Regions from separate parts of the Mus musculus genome. Here region 2 is linked to region 1. Evidence: chromatin contacts called from public Hi-C data. All regions are on one chromosome and are shown on one strand. Each heading gives the region's core, a stretch centred on a gene start, on an enhancer-like site or on the middle of the called end of the contact. The rest is flanking DNA. Distances are from core to core; before and after follow the strand shown. Region 1 has its middle 18 kb from the start of Gm46836. Region 2 overlaps Fbxw7 (F-box and WD-40 domain protein 7).

Region 1 (3,183 bases), core at 575-3,074:
CACTTCAATCAACCATGTGTTTTTTTATGTTCTGAGCCATTGAGCCTCTCTGCCTTCATTGCGAATCTGCTTTTCTTCTCCATCTTGATACGAACGCTTTTCTCAGATTTTCTGAGATTTCTCTGGTGTTTTTTAAGCCTTCATTGTTTCAGGTCTCTATGCCTCAGACTGGGGCACAGTGTAGACCCTAGAGGCTAGAAAGAAGGAGCCAGGGAGGTTATTAGCTCACTGCCATGTTCTTGCCATGGAGCTAACAGGCACTTTATTATCACTGGCTGAGTGAACACTGAAGTCTCTCTGCCCAGACAGCTCAGGCTCATTTGACTGAAGACAGGTAAAGTTTTAGGAGTGAAAGTAAAGCTGTCCTTCCTTCTCCTTCCTTCCTTCTTTTCTTCCTCCCTCTCTCCCTCCCTCCTTTCCTTCCTTCTCCTTCCTCCCTCCCTCCCTCTCTCCCTCCTTTTCTTCTTTCCTTCTTTCTCCTTCCCCTTCTTTCTCCTTCCTTCTTTCCCTCTTTTCATCCTTCCCTCCCTCCCTTCTTCCCTCTTTTCTCCTTTCCTCCTGTGATCCTAGGGACTAAACCCAGGGATTTCTTTCTTTCTTTCTTTCTTTCTTTCTTTCTTTCTTTCTTTCTTTCTTTCTTTCACTTTGGACTTGAATTGATATCCTAAGAAGTTTCTTTTTCTTTTTTTTTTTTAAGATTTATTTATTTATTATATGTGAGTACACTGTAGCTGTCTTCAGACACTTCAGAAGAGAGTGTTAGATCTTGTTACAGATGGTTGTGAGCCACCATGTGGTTGCTGGGATTTGAACTCAGGACCTTTGAAAGAGCAGTCGGTGCTCTTAACCACTGAGCCATCTCACCAGCCCCAACCCAGGGCTTTCTATATGTGAATGAAGCAAGTATTCTATCTCTGTTACATTCCTAGTCATCCATTTTATTTGAAGATCTGAAGGCAAAATAATAGAAAATATCTAATATAGTCTTGACATGTATATTTATATATACACACATATATTTATATTTGTATGTATTGATGAATATATACCTAAACTATACTGTGATTCAGAAGACATTATGAGTAAAACATCTAGCCGAGCAGTGGTGGCACATGCCTTTAATCCCAGCACTCGGGAGGCAGAGGCAGGTGGATTTCTGAGTTCGAGGCCAGCCTGGTCTACAGAGTGAGTTCCAGGACAACCAGGGCTACACAGAGAAACCCTGTCTCAGAAAAAAAATAAAAAATAAAAAAAAATGAAGACAAACAAAAAGAAAAACAAACAAGGGACTGGAGAGATGGCTCAGAGGGTAAGAGCACTGACTGCTCTTCCAAAGGTCATGAGTTCAAATCCCAGCAACCACATGGTGGCTCACAACCATCCTTAATAAGATCTGATGTCCTCTTCTGGTGTGTCTGAAGACAGCTACAGTGTAGTTAGATATAATAATAAAATAAATCTTTAAAAAAAAAAGAAAAGAAAAACAAACAAAACCTTCTAAGTTCAAAAGCACTTTAAAGATTGAGTAGAAGACTTCAAAGAAGTTGAAGAACCCTTGGGTTGTTCCTCCTTGAAACTGTTTACTTTCTTGGTTATAAAGGCACTGCCAGAGGATGTCCCTGCAACCACAGAGTGTGTCTGCTCCGTACATGTTATTCTAAACTTCTCTTCCTGTGATCCCTCACCCACAGGCTCACTTCTTGTTCCTATAAGTCATTATGTCACCAGTACTCACGTGGGAATCTTCCTGAAGTGCCCAACCTCTCTTGCCCTGACTCTCACAGTGTGAGCTCTGGTGGAAGGTACGATTGTCACCTGCCACCACATACAGCTTTGGCTGCCAGGTCTGCCATCCAGATGTCCTTGGTTCCTACTTTGTTTTATGATCTAGGTTACCCTGCCTTCTGATAATTATGTGGATTGCCCTGTAACTTTCCAATAAAATTTTCCTCACAGTTTAAGCAAATGTCATTGAGCACGTAGTGTAAAGCAAGCTAAGGCTTTGCACAACTTATCTTATTCAGTTCTCTGAATGGCCCGGTCAAAATGCACTGTTAGCAGCATTCTGCAGAGCCAGCATTAAACACAAAGGGGTTCAATGCTTTGTCCAAAGTCATAGGAGTTAGGAACTAGAGGTAAGAGGGAACCTAACTCCAGAGCCTGCAGGCTCATCACAGCAGCTGGCTTTGCCTTCCCATCCCTGCCTCCCAAAGCACACTTCTCCAGAAAGCCTCTGCCTGAGCTTCTCCCCTCTTCTCAGCCCCCACAAAGCTTCCCAGTGCTTCCCAAGATGGTGAGCATGCTAACACGCTCTGCCACATACACCGCTGCCACCCAGGAGCTCCACGCAGAGTCAGCCTTTCTCGTTTCATTTCACTACTCTGGAGCAGTCTGATCTTGCTCTCTGCTCCAAAGATGAGCTGCATGGGTGCTTATGAGGCTTCTGTGGCATATTAATACAGGCTACGACGGGCTCACAGGGAAGGGCACTCTTTTACTCCACCGCTGATTTTGCAGGGCTTATTTTACAGATAATGGACGGGTAGTAACTTCAGGACCAGCCCAGGCCAGGGTCAACCTAGCTCTGTTTCTTATAATTGGGTCAAGTGGATAAGTCCATTTTTCACTTGTCCAAATGGAGAAATTGCCTGCAATGTGGCTGCAGTCTGCACTAGAAAGACGAATAAGTAACCCCAAGGATGACTCAGGAGACATCTGATAATTTCCCCTCTCCTTCTCTTCCTCCTTCTCTTCTTAACAGTTTTTGATATGCAGCTTTGGCTAGCTTACTAGGTATCCCAGGCCACCTTTAAATTCGTGGCAATCCTGTTGCTTCAGTCTCCTGAATGCCGGGATTGTGGGTGTGTACTGCGATGCCTACATAAGCATTTCATTGTAACAAAATCTGATGATGCAGACTAGTATAAGCTTGTAGTCCCAGCTACTTGAGAGGCAGAAGCAAAAAAGATCTCAAGTTCCAGGCCTGCCTGGGCCACACAGAATGTTGGTCAGTTCCTAAGCTCTTATTTGAGTACTGTTTGAAAAGGTCTTGTTCAAGCCCAGAAGCACAGGTGCAGAAGTGAGACCCACAGAAAAGGGGTTGAGGGTGGCCTAGTGGTGGAACACTTTCCTAGCATGTGAGACACCCTGGATATCATCCCAGTTCCAAGGAGGCAGTAGGGG
Region 2 (3,183 bases), core at 364-2,863, 260 kb after region 1:
GACTCCCAACCTCTGAGTAACTAAGGACTTTCAAGTTGCTCCTAAAGTTAACCTGGATACAAGGCACATGTTAAAGGGTGCCTCTTTGGGTGGCTTAGCTTACACAGAAGCAACAAATGCAGACCTTAGATTCTAGAGGATGCCACTTACTGCTCTTAACATGTGCCCATGGAAGCCACTTCCCAATTCTTCTTGCCAACTCAGTATTATATATGTGTAGAGGAAATTTATCATAACATCCAGAGTAACTGTGTGAATTGAACACAAGACAACACACACACAAAACAAACAAACAAGAACTAGTCATGTCTGAAGCTGGAAGTAAAGTGTCACGGCTCTGACTCGGCTCCTTTCCCTTAAACACTGTTTTTGCACCCACTGCCAATTCGTGAATTCAGCTCCGCAACACTTAGCTCCTTGTCTCCAGTACTCGTCCCTGCAAAGCTGCTGCTTTTGGCTTCCCTGCCCTGCATGCCTTCCCCAGGCTCTCCACTCTGCTCTCACCGTATCCGCTGCCACCAACACGGCTGATTCTTAAAACTCAACGAGATGAGCCATCCCATGGGAGCAAGGGCACTGCTTCCAGGGCAGATTCCTAGAACTTGTGGCAAAAACAAAACCACTGGCTCCTTCTCCACTGCTGTCTTCCGAGATGGCTCGCACACTCCCCACTCCAAAGCCATTAAAGGGCGCTTAAGAACCTCAAGCAGCATCAGCCACACCTGTGCTCTTCAGTGTTGGCTTTCCTAAAGGGCCCAGCAGCTGCTCCAGGGCAGTTTTTGCCTTTTCTGTTTCAGTAATTCCAGTTGCACCGGAATTTAACTGTAACCTAACAAAGTAAGTGACAAGAATGGCATATGAATCGCCCTCGTAGCAGACATCTACAGTGGTTGGATAAAATGAAAACCATTTGCTTATTCTATCTCAACACCATCAACAGTCTGAAGCACGATTTTACATTTTACAAAACGGATTCTTTACAAAAACAATCCTTAAGAAAAGGAAAACTTGCATGCAACATGCAGAACAAGTTAAGAATGACAGTGTGTTCTCAGAACCAATGGCTCTCAAAAGAACCCAGGGCTTGAGAGATGGCTCAGCAGTTAAGAGCATATACTACTCTAGCAAAGGACCTGAGTTCAACATCTGGCATCCATGCGAGGCTGCTTAGTGGGATCCAACATTCTCTTTTGGCCGCTGTAGACACTGCACGTATGCAGCGTAGACTCAACTCATACACATAAGTTTTTTTTTTTTTTTTTAAACAAAATAAAGATGCCTGTATCCCATTACACAGCTTTTGCCAGTGGTTACTAATATAGCGTGAATGTGTGTACGCAGATGTGCATGTGTGTGTAGGCACACCTAACTCTGCACGTGCATCTGGAGGCCAGAGAACAACCTGAGCTGTTGTATCTCCTCAGACACAGCAACAGCCTACCTTGTCTTTAACACGGGGTCTCTGGCTGGACCTGACTAGATGGCCGGTAAACACCAGGAATCTTCTTGTCTTCTTCCCAGTGCTGGGAGCTGCCCCTGGCCTGCCCGTGGGTACCGGGCATCGGCGTCAGGAACACATGCTTGAACACCAAGCACGTGACAGGCTGAGCTATCTCTGCAGCTCTAGTTTTTACTTCCCCCTCCTTTCTGAGTGAGGCACGTGATCCCTGAAGCACTACTCCAAAGGAGGACATGCGGTGAGATATGTTTACAAGACAAATTACCATGTGACTGCTGAATAAGAGGGTCAGCATGTCACCTCATTCCAGTCGCTGTGATAAAACGCCCTTAACAAAAGCAACTTTTTGTTAAGAGAAAGGGCTGATTTTGGCTCACAGTTGATGATGGGCTGTCATGAGGGGACCCTCCAGTGACATTCAGGTTACATTCTTGCTGCCCAGCAATGCTTCCCCTTTCTGTTCAGTTCAGGACCCAGCCTGTAAAGGAATGCTACTTCCTAATTTTAGGGTGGGTCTTTAGAGCCTAAGTTATCAGTTAACCTAATTGAGGAGACAGGTACAGGCAAGGGCAAAATCTGCTTTCCTGGGTGGTTGTAGGTCCTGTTAATTTGACAGTATTAACACTTTCCAAATGCTAGTGGAATCAGATTTTCCAGACATGGTATTATGTACACATACTGGTGTGTCCCTGCATCTTTGTGTGCACATACACGTAGAGGTCAGAGGTCGGCCTCTGAAGTTATTCCTCACACACTGTCCACCTTGTTTTGTTTTTGTGACAAGTGAGCTCCAGGGACCTTCCTTCTGTCTCCTGCTGGGAGACTTAAATTTCCAAATAGGTTTTAAGATCAGAAGCACTAGTCGGGTCTTGGGGTCTGGGCATTGAGCACAGGTCCTCCTGCGTGGCAAGCACTTTACTGGTTGCTGTCTCCAGCCCTACTTCTTAGTAAGTTAGAAAAGTCTTCTGTTTATTTACAAGCACAAGTAGAAATGATTTTCTGACACCTTACAGTTTGAATGCCTATAGGCTCTCATAATAGCCCCCCTCCCTCACTGGTTGAGTAGTGAATAAGGAGGTGTGTTAAAGTAAATTAACTGACTTGAAGATGAATGGGAATATTGTGCCAGGTAGTTTTCAGTAGACACATTAGGACAGACATCACCCATTTTACAGGCGATATGCTCTATCAGTTTCTGTATCTCATTCTTACCCTTGTTATCCGGCTCCCTTAGCTCTTGCCTGCCATCTGAGGGAATTTCAAATGGGTTTACAGAAGAGCTGAGCAAGCAGTTTATTACAGTAAAAGTTCCTCCAGACAGCTAGGAGAGGGCTGACAAGAGGGATGGCCCACAGCTCTCAGGCTATGAGGTTTGCCTCTCCCCCCACCCCCACCCCCCATGTCCTCTACTTATGTCCCCTTCCTCCCACCCCTTTTCCTCTCCCCTCCTTGAGCCAGGGTTCTATAAAACAGGTTGTTTTTATCTTCTCCCAGTGTGTGCACTCATTGCTAAGTTGCTTGTGATCTGGTGTCCTGATGATAGGATCACATGACTGTTTGTCAGCTCTGATCTCCTGATGCCACAGAGCTGAGATTAAACAATGCAGCTTTACCCCCTGACCCCTTCCACCACTGTTGACTGTGACTTCTACCCATGCAGTAACAACTTGGAATAAAAGTAACTCAGATAACATTGACCTGATGAAGCTGTGGGGGAGTCCTTG

Evidence for each region. Hi-C and Micro-C count contacts between places; a contact is called where the count stands out from the background.
Region 2: a Hi-C map of bone marrow-derived macrophages shows a contact between it and region 1, with 23 read pairs. The contact joins two enhancer-like sites. A contact is called at or near these places in 2 of 15 datasets of contacts at CTCF or cohesin (the NIH/3T3 cell line and pro-B cells), 21 of 484 Hi-C or Micro-C datasets (CD4 T cells, Th2 cells, bone marrow-derived macrophages and 12 more), 2 of 115 datasets of contacts at active chromatin or transcription factors (CD8 T cells and embryonic stem cells) and 1 of 9 other capture datasets (embryonic stem cells).

What each region holds. Positions count from the first base shown.
Region 1 is chr3:84,620,542-84,623,724 of GRCm38.p6, forward strand. No RefSeq gene overlaps it. Among named protein-coding and RNA genes, the nearest start is that of Gm46836, 18 kb to the left of the region's middle. Within about 2 kb of position 1,825, at least 34 of the 459 cell types and tissues checked have an H3K27ac peak or open chromatin away from gene starts, as enhancers often do. A contact at or near this core is called in bone marrow-derived macrophages, where this site is marked.
Region 2 is chr3:84,882,373-84,885,555 of GRCm38.p6, forward strand. All of the region lies in intron 3 of Fbxw7 (F-box and WD-40 domain protein 7), which reads left to right. Among named protein-coding and RNA genes, the nearest start is that of Gm40080, 5.5 kb to the left of the region's middle. Within about 2 kb of position 1,614, at least 56 of the 459 cell types and tissues checked have an H3K27ac peak or open chromatin away from gene starts, as enhancers often do. A contact at or near this core is called in bone marrow-derived macrophages, where this site is marked.